Regions from separate parts of the Gossypium hirsutum genome. Here region 2 is linked to region 1. Evidence: chromatin contacts called from public Hi-C data. All regions are on one chromosome and are shown on one strand. The core of a region is the stretch at or near the end of the contact, and the rest is flanking DNA. Distances in the headings are between cores, read along the strand shown.

Region 1 (4,819 bases), core at 1,695-4,194:
TGATAGTTGATGTACAAAGTGAAAGGAACTCTTTGTTTCGGAGAAGACACTTACCCACATGACCAAGCTTTGCTGGCCTTTTAGATTCTCAAAGCTTATCGGTCTTTTTCCTGATAGCAACTCGAGTAGAACAACACCGAAAGCGTAGACGTCAATCTTGTCGCTAAGTTTACCATACATAAAATATTCAGGAGCTAAATACCCAAATGTTCCAACAACATCAGCTTGAATCAGAAATGACGAATCAGTTGGTCCCCATATTGCTAACCCAAAGTCAGATAACTGTCACATCGAAAGAAATGATGATCATGTGATTGATTCATGATATGTTTCGTTTTCGAATAACGTATCATCAGGGTTACCTTTGGTTCGAACCCATCTGAAAGAAGAATATTTGAAGACTTGATATCCCTATGAATAACAGGTCGAGAAAGCTCATTATGTAGGTAATCTAGGCCTTCAGCAATCCCGACAGCAACGTTATATCTGAGCTCCCATGGCAAGGCATGTTTTCCTTTGTTCTTCCCTACAATATATGTTAGCATGGATCAGTGGTTTACGACAACTTTTACGGAAAAAAACACAGATCTTGTCAAAGCTGTAGTGTTGTACCATGCAGAATTTCTTCTAAGCTTCCCTTGGATGAGAAATCATAGACGGATATAAGATCATGATCTTTAATGCAGATACCTATTAGAGGCATGATGTGTTTATGCTTCAGTGAGGAGATTATTTCGATTTCATTTGCGAAATCCTTGCATGCCTCTTTTGATGACTCCAGAATCTTCACAGCCACTGCTTTGTTATCCGGAAGGATCCCTTTATAGACACGGTTGCTCCCTCCTTTCCCAATCAAGTTCTCTGCTATGAAACAGAATCTTGGAAAAGTATATAAAAGAAAAACACATAAAGTAATAACGAATACATCACTGGTTGCAAGGCACGTTTGGGATGAAAACCTGTGGAGAATTGATCAGTTGCAGCTTTTAGAATTCCATAACAAAACCATCTGCAATCCGATGAATTTGTATTCAGGAGCACCTCCAAGCATTTTTGCAACTCATATTGCATTGATGAATTGGTCTCATTCCCATCATTGTCATCTCCAAGTTGATTCAGCTCTATTTCCTTGATTGTTGAACCTCGAGGAGAATGATCATGCAGAGACCGACTTGGTAAGTTCATTACCCATTTCACGACCGACATGCTCCTGGCATGCTTCGCTTGTGGTGTTGCTGAACTAGCCCTCAGGAGGAGGGGCCAACCAGGCTTATAGTCCATATTATCTCCTGCAAAAAGAGAAATGGACCACGAAGGGATTCTCTTCCCTTCATGAATAACACTCAATATTTCAATCTTCGAATCTTCACTACTGGTTCTTGATCCGTCTTTGGAGCTTTGAATCCCTTCAAAACTGGATATCTCAGACCCTACTTCAGAATCACCATATTCTGATTGGCATTCTTTGATACCAAGGTTTTCGGTCAGACAAAGACTCAGTCTTGGATCACCTTTAAGACCTGACATAATCCCATATACATCATCTATTACTTCTAAAGACCATAGTAGAAAACAGAAACCAGTTCTCTATTATTCCTAGGATAGGTAGAACCAAACCTGATAGTTCATTCTTGTTGGACCTTTCGAAAACAATTTTTCCCTTGTTGATGGCCACAACATTGGTGGTTGTTGGCAGCCGCTTCGTGCAGTATCTAGCCGTGGAAGTCCAACCCCTGAAAATGATGTCTGTTTTTTGAGTAATCAGACAAAGAATCACACCAATTTTGAACAGCCAAAATGATTTTGAGTCTGTTAACTGCTGACTTACCCAAGAGGACTCCTCTTGTCTATACCCACAACTAGAGCTACAGCACCATAGTTTATTGCTTCTCGAATTAAAACCTTTCGTATCGAATTTCCTTTATAAATCTGGCCTTTAAGATCAACCTGCAAGCCATGTATAATGATCAATATCAATTTTTTCATTCATGGTAAGTGAAAATTCATAAATGCCAGAACTATTGGTAATGAAAGCAACCTTCTTTATAGAACACAGGCCTTCATATGCTTCTAAATAACCCTCTAATAACAATTTCTGTCCCAAAGCATGATCTACATCGAAATTTCAGATTAGAATACACAAAAAAAACCATGGTACAAAACATCAAAGTTCGCTGTCAAGAAATCAAAAATGCCTTACCTGAATTCCGGGTAACATGAATTGCTACAACACAATCACCAGGTTCAGCAACTTTTACAAGAGCCCAACTAAGCAAATCCCTGCTTTCACTATCTAATCGAATCCCAACCAATACATTTTTCTTCTTATCAGAAGGCATGTTTTCTGAAAATCTAGAACCTTACCAGCTTTCTGAAATATTCAATTTAGTCCTTCCATATAGAAACCACCATCACCATCTTCATTCGAGTTCATAAAAAGAAATCTAAAAATACCCCAACAACACTAGGCACTTAACCCTTAGTGATCATAAATGAAACCCCATTACCATATTTGGATTTGAAAACCCAAACTCAAAGAAAAAAAAAAGAAACCCAGATTGTTTATAGACTAAACAAATCTACCAAAATCTTTGAATTTAAGAAAAAAGATAAACAGAAGAAGACAATTGAATTCAGTGCGCCAATTTTGTACGTATACGTTTTTTTTTAATCCAAAACGGGTTTTTTTTTTGTAAAATTATATTGCCGCCAAAGAACATCACCCCCTCTACCTGCTACAACCAGTTTCAATACACTTTTGTGTATATAAATTATTGAGCAATAAAAAATTTAAAAAAAATGTTGGGGTGATGACAAAGATATTCAATCTACTTTATTTTTTAAATAATTTTTTTATTTTTATTTAAAAAAAATTTAGGAAATGGTTCATGAGTGAAGAAACCCTTGAGATAAAAGTGTCGGCAAAGTAAAAAAAAAAAAAAAGGAATTCCCGCGAAGAGTGGGCAACGAATTTCAGTGCTGAATTAAAAGAGGAAAAATAGGGACTCCATTTTTGTTTATAAAAGTAATTAATTAATTAAAAAAATTAAGTTCGTTTAAAGAACCGGCAAATTTCGCGCGAAACCCATGGTCTCTGGTCGTTTTGTGGGAGAAATGAAGTGACAGAAGCGAAGCTTTTACCGGCTATTGCGGGTTGAGGAGTAGGACCCCTATTGGGCTCTGGCTTATCCTCTTGACTCGTGTTTTTCTATTTTCCTTATAAAGATAAAAAAAAATTAAAAGTTTTTAGTATTACAAAGGGGTAATTTTTTGATTGTTAGCTTAAAGCAAGGAAGATTAAATTTGAAAATTATAGTAGATTCTGGGTCAAATTCCTATTTTAGTTTAATTTCTGTTTGATTACAATCTCATCATGCTTTGGTCAAAAATATATCTTATCATCTCTTCCATATATTTATTCATCTTTAATTAAAATGTTTTTCTTAATTTCAAGAAATTAATTTTCATTTTTTGTGTTTCTTACATTAATATAGACATGAGATTTGGTGCAGTTTAATTTTCATCAAATACACGTGGTTTTATCAACTTTTTTATAGACAATTGCAATCATCAAGTTCGTTGAAGATTATTCATCATTTTATTTATTACATTTATAGGGATTTTTAAGATAAAATATTTTGAAAATAATTATTTTTTTATCAAAGTGATTTTTTGACCCATCCCAATGATGTGATGTGAATTTGAGGTTGGGTATTCTAAATTTTATGTTAAATTTATTAAAATATTATTCAATTTTGATAAATGATTTTAAACAATTAAGTAAATAATTTGTTTTTTTATAATATTTAGCATGTTATACGGGCTATTTAGAGAAGTAAATTACAGATTTGGTTCTCCTTTATTATTATTACCAAATATATTTTTTTATTTTTTTTAAAATATCCTAATATTAAGCTATTTTATTATTTAAAGGTTATAATAGTAAATAGAAAATAAAAAAGGTATGGTGGTAAAACATGTTGATTTGAATCTTACTATTTTTGTAATTAAGGTAAGGCCACTCACATCTTAAACGTGATAAATACAAGTATGGTGAGATGAAGTGAAATCACATGTTGTTTTCTCCATTTAAGTCTTCATTTTCTTGGCACTTATGCATGACCCAAACCTAATCTATATACCTTTTTTAATTATCTTTTTGGTGCACCTAAGCATATTTACAACCCAATTTAATATATTCTTTTTCAAATTGTCAAAAAGAAACTAATATGAAGAAAATTATTATTTAGAAATTAAAAATTTATTTAAAATTTGAATTTGTTAAAATGTAAATTGGAAATTAAAAAGATTCAATGATGACATAAAAATTGAAAAAGTAGTGGCAACCACTTTGTACATAAGCATATTAAACAAATTTTATTTAATTTATTTTGTTGGAATATTACTTTCATATTTTTTATTTATAAAGTATATATGGTTGCCCAAAACTTCATATTTTTGATTGCTTGGTCAGATTTCGAAAATACCATTTGGCGTTTTCCTCCTCCAAAATTTTTAATAGTTCAGCTGTCATTTCAATCACACGTGTGGATCCACCGGCTAACCCCCTACAATATTCCACGTCTACATTATCTTACCACTTCATGCGTCTACAAATCTGCTTTACCAACGGTCGGTTTGAAAAGATTTTATATCCAAATTCGTGGTGTAAAGGTGAAAAAGATTCTTTTAAAAAGTAATTATATTTTGGATAAAAAAAACATAAAAGTGAGTTTATAAAGGTGAGTAGTATTTGGGCAGTCCTTAACTTTAAAAAAATAAATAAATAAATAAACAAACAAAAGCAATTTGAAAAAAT
Region 2 (4,819 bases), core at 731-3,230, 260 kb before region 1:
CATCTGCCTCCCGGAGCACCTCATCCATACTTGATGCTCTTTTCCAGTGAACAGGTTGCTCTCCATTGCTTTTCAAGAACTCACCATAAGCTGGGATGAGGAAACATAAAAGCACCATAAAATAAGAATTGACAACTCGTTAACTTGCAGAAAATGTCTCAAGACATACCTGTGACAAACTTCTCTAGCCGTGTTGATTGGTAAAGATCATAGTAAATTAAGTTCATTTTGAACCCTTCAACCTGTTATAAGATAGGAAAACGAAATGACTCCCATTAATGCAGCAAAGTAGGACCAAAAGTAGAATAAGCCTTGGAAAATATGCTCTTTGCAGCAATATTATATGGTATGTTTCATATCTCAGGAGCCAGGATTTTACACAACTTTAAAATCTACTTCAAAAACCTCACCAACCCAGACAATTTCTATTTATATTCAAGGTTACTATGATCAAGTGTCCTCAAACAATGTCGAATAAATTAGCTAGTAAGAGATTACCATCATTCTGGCGTATGCAGATCCAATACGACCAGCTCCAATTACACCAACTGTTTGTCCTTTAAGCAAGTTTCCCACAAACCTGTAAGAGAGACAAGTGGAATTGTACAAGCATGATGTAAGTGAGTTTTCGAGTTTATCATCGACATAAACAAAAAATGAAATATAAGTAATATTTCGTGGACATACAGATGAGGGAGCCATCCATCATATAAGCCAGCCCTCATGAACTCATCTGCTTCAACAATTCTTCTAGCAGCTGCCAAAGAAAGAGAAGCCGCTAGCTCTGCCGTTGTTTCTGTGAGTACACCCTACACCAAATTATCACCAACATTAGCTCTACTGTTTCTACCCCAAAATTACTGAACCAACATCGAACCATTTTATCACTACTCAAATCTTTGCAAGTTTATTTATTGTTTTATCATTACAATCCATTGTAGAAGACATATAATCGAACACATGGAGCTTGGCACTTATCCATGTTATGGAAACATACCCAAATATGATTAAACTACCCTATTAAAAAGCTTCAAAGGTTAGAGGGTAAAACTATTTGCAACTAAGTGGGAAAGTGAAACTTACAGGAGTGTTACCAACAGCAACACCATACTTGTTGGCAGCATTAACATCAACATTGTTGTAACCAACAGCCATGTTACTAAATGCTTTGCCTCCTGCTCTGCTTAAAGCTGCAAATAAAGTCTCCCCCCAGTCTTCAGTCAACTGTAACACAAATTCATAACATAAAAAACTCACAAAAAAAAAGGGAAACAAAAAGAACTCATATTTTTATTTTCTAACTGAAACAAATAATCCCAAGAAGAAAATCACCTGTCCAATCACCCCATCGCACTTATTGCCAATCAAAGAAATGATATCCTCAACGGACAAAATTGTTTTCTTCTCAGTACATATCTGAACAGGATGATGAAAAAAAAAAATTCTTTAAAAACTGGGATCTAATAGAAGAAGAGGAGAACGAAAACAGAGGGTTTAGAGAAGTGAAAAAAAACATATAATTTACTTCGACACGGCAATCTTGCTCGATTAAGAGGTTGATCCATCGAGTTCCAGGCATAGGTTTGGTGCTAATAACTCTGTATTTCCCATTTGGGTTCCACACTTCAATTGAAACTGGTTTTGCCATTGAAACTTGTCACTGAAAAACAGAGCAGAAAACTGAGCTTTTTAAAATTCAGTTACTCTGTTTCTTGCTTTTTATAGCAATGCTTTGGTGTGGTAAAGAACACTGCTTTACAGCGGTCTGTAATATCGCTACCAAAGACTCGAGTTGTAAGTAGTTCGATGTGCTTTTTAGTAAAGTTTTGACCTTATGATTATCGAATATTAAAATTGAAAATTTTGATAAAATCATTGTATATGGTTGATGTTGGTTGAGAATGATGAGGAATAGGATAGCAGTGTCTGTTCCGTAGAACATGTGATTTTGACCCATTTGGATAGAGGGATGGAGAGGGTTGAGGGCTGTGGTGAGTCTGGGATGATGCTTGGGTTTTGTGGTATAAGTTAACTGATGACATGTCTTTTGTTCATAGATGACACGTAAGAGAAGCATTTATCCTTTTTTTCAAATTACGGAAATATCCTTTAATTTAGTGGACAAAATTTGAGATGACAAAAGATACTAGAATGAATCTAAGAAACTTCGTTGGATTTCAATGTATTTTGGTGTTATTTTTAATAATTTTAGATTTTTTTTCTGGAAATTTGATATAAAAATTTATTTTTTATTTTGGCTGAAATAATTTGAATATTTAAATTTATTTTACGATTGAAATGTTCATTTATACATTTAAACTTTTACTCAATTTAATAATTTTATTCATTTATACATTTAAACTTTTACTCAATTTCTAATAATTTTATCTCTTTAAAAATTTCTTAATGACTATAATTGTTAAAAGAATCTTCTATATTTTTCTCTAAAATTAATGCTGAAACATTAACAAAATTTGGCTATAATTAAGATTTTCAGATTTGGATTGATGATTAAATCGGTTAGATCATCAATTCTCGAGTCTAATGGTTCATCCAATTTAATTAAATAAATTATTTAAAAAAATAAAAAAAATATTTGACGCCGATTAAATTAGTTCTACTAGTTGATATCGGTTCAATCGATCCGATAAACTAATTCGATCTAATTCTAATAGTTGTGGTAGTAAGGCTTGCTTTCGATCTGATTGCTGCTCACCACCCACTTTCATTGCCTATCTTTTGCCTTGATGCCTCTCTCTCTCTCCTTTTTTTTTTCCTTCTCTTTTTTCACTTTTTTCTTTCTTTTATTTTCAATTCCAAATCATTAACTTTGACTTTGTAACATTTTGATATAACAACATTTAAGAATTCTTTTATTTTTGATTCCAAATCATTAACTTTGATTTTGTAATATTTTAATATAACAACATTTAAGAATAAAATTCCAAATAATTCTATGAAAATTAATTGAAAATCTCATAAAATATTTTCAAGCTTTCAAAATCTTAAAAGCACTTGCGTAAAATAGTACAATAAGTTTCTAACGTTTTTGAGTGGATCAAAATCCATTTTTTTGATTTTCTTTTTAAATTTGTATTTCATGGATTTTAACCAAATATCTACCCCCATAGAGGATTGAACTTCTGATTGATCACCAATCATTGAACTTCTGATTGATCTCCAATCTAAAGGCTGTGTCCCTTTTGTCTAACAAACATTTTTTTGCACTTGCCAAATACAAGTTTTTCACCTCCAACAACTCTAAATGGTTAAAATTTACTTCTTTAATATAAATATGTATCAACAATACTTCAAGGACAAGAGATGCATATCCAAGCAACATATGAAGTAAATTAACAAGTAATTATAAAAGAGCTTTATTTTTTTTTATCTTTTCTTGTACACATATATTTGTTTTTTATTGAAAATCTTTTACAAGTTTTAAGGTTATCTTGTGCTTAAACTTTGTAAACACCATACCTTTATTTTGGAGAGGCCTTTTTTATTACACTTTAAAACAAGTTTTTTTTAGAGGTTTCTAGTTTACTTTTGAAAGCTACAGGGGTTATAACTTAACCTTGAGAAAACAATGGCAAAGGTTTGTAATTCATGTTAGTAAATTTGAAACTCCTTTGCAGGTGATTGCAAGTAAAGTTAAGGGAGATGGTATAAAAAAATGAGACCAAATTTTCCAACCAATATTTTAAGCAATTTAAGCTTGGGTTTAAAGCCTATCAAAACACTGTTGATTGACTACTTGAAGAGGCTTATAAATAGATTGTTTTGTGTCATACATCAAGAGCAATTTTGGAGTGTCTTTTTCGGCAACTTTATTGTGTTTTCTTGTGGTAATTTCGTGACACTCTTTTAGATATTATTTGATGAGTTTATTGATTATATTGTTAGGTATTTGGGTGAGTGATCTGTGACAATTGGGGTCGATATTAGGGCTGCAATTACTTTTTTGTGTAAGGGTAAATGCCAATAGGTGATCCAGATGATTGTTGAATATCATTCATTAGGTAATGCTTCATAGACGTAGGACAGTTGTTGTAACACCCCTTGCCTGTCCCTATTGCTGGGATTGAGCTACAGAATGCTACAATGCAAAATAGAACAATTATAGACATTTAATGAATAATTTGAATCCAAAAATCATTAACTACCATCATATAAGTCATTTAGTACAAATTAAACTTTTCCTCGAGCTTTATACGAGCTTTTGTAAGCTCAAAAGTTGACTCGATATCGAATAAGGACCAAACTAAAAAGATTTCAAAAGTTCAGAACAACGTCGTGGCGTGAGGGAGTTCCTTTTCATGACGCCACCAAAATAGTTTGTCGTGTCACGATGTCAGTCCGTTCGACGTCACAATGTCACTCACTATTTCAGCCTTGTTGAGATGACGGGAATCCTCGTCTCAATGTGACATTACAAGCTTTTTCTTGTCGGGATGACCATTATATGACGTTGCAATGTGAATCCTGTTTTTTGTACATTAAGGCCAGTTGACACTTATTTATACCAACCAACCAAATAGGCTAAAGAATTCTTTTGACTTCATTTAAACCTGTTTAAAACATAGCAATTCCATGCCAAACCATAACATATATTCATCTAAACAATTCACAAAACCAATATGCCACATTTGGCACCAAATCACAACAATGAAATTGTAACAACTCGATTTTGGGCCTAGTCAAAATAGTGGTCTTGGGATCACAAATCTGGAGTCAAATAAATTATTCCATTATTATTTTGATGTTATAGCATGATTATATGAATGCATGGAATATTTGGTGAAGTAATTTTAACATT

The links. Hi-C and Micro-C count contacts between places; a contact is called where the count stands out from the background.
Region 2: a contact with region 1 is called in a Hi-C map of leaf, with 2.4 times the contacts expected there. The contact joins the promoter of LOC107947132 here to the promoter of LOC107916763 in region 1. A contact is called at or near these places in 5 of 34 Hi-C or Micro-C datasets (leaf, petal and seedling).

The regions. Positions count from the first base shown.
Region 1 is chrA01:107,059,840-107,064,658 of Gossypium_hirsutum_v2.1, reverse strand. LOC107916763 (pto-interacting protein 1) reads right to left here and starts at 2,944. Exons shown (of 10, transcript XM_016846132.2): 1 at 2,201-2,944; 2 at 2,039-2,112; 3 at 1,829-1,947; 4 at 1,618-1,733; 5 at 960-1,520; 6 at 613-861; 7 at 363-526; 8 at 55-282. The coding sequence starts at 2,339.
Region 2 is chrA01:107,316,070-107,320,888 of Gossypium_hirsutum_v2.1, reverse strand. LOC107947132 (glycerate dehydrogenase) reads right to left here and starts at 1,980. Exons shown (of 13, transcript XM_041112461.1): 1 at 1,526-1,980; 2 at 1,333-1,416; 3 at 1,084-1,224; 4 at 688-809; 5 at 499-580; 6 at 170-242; 7 at 1-90. The coding sequence starts at 1,648.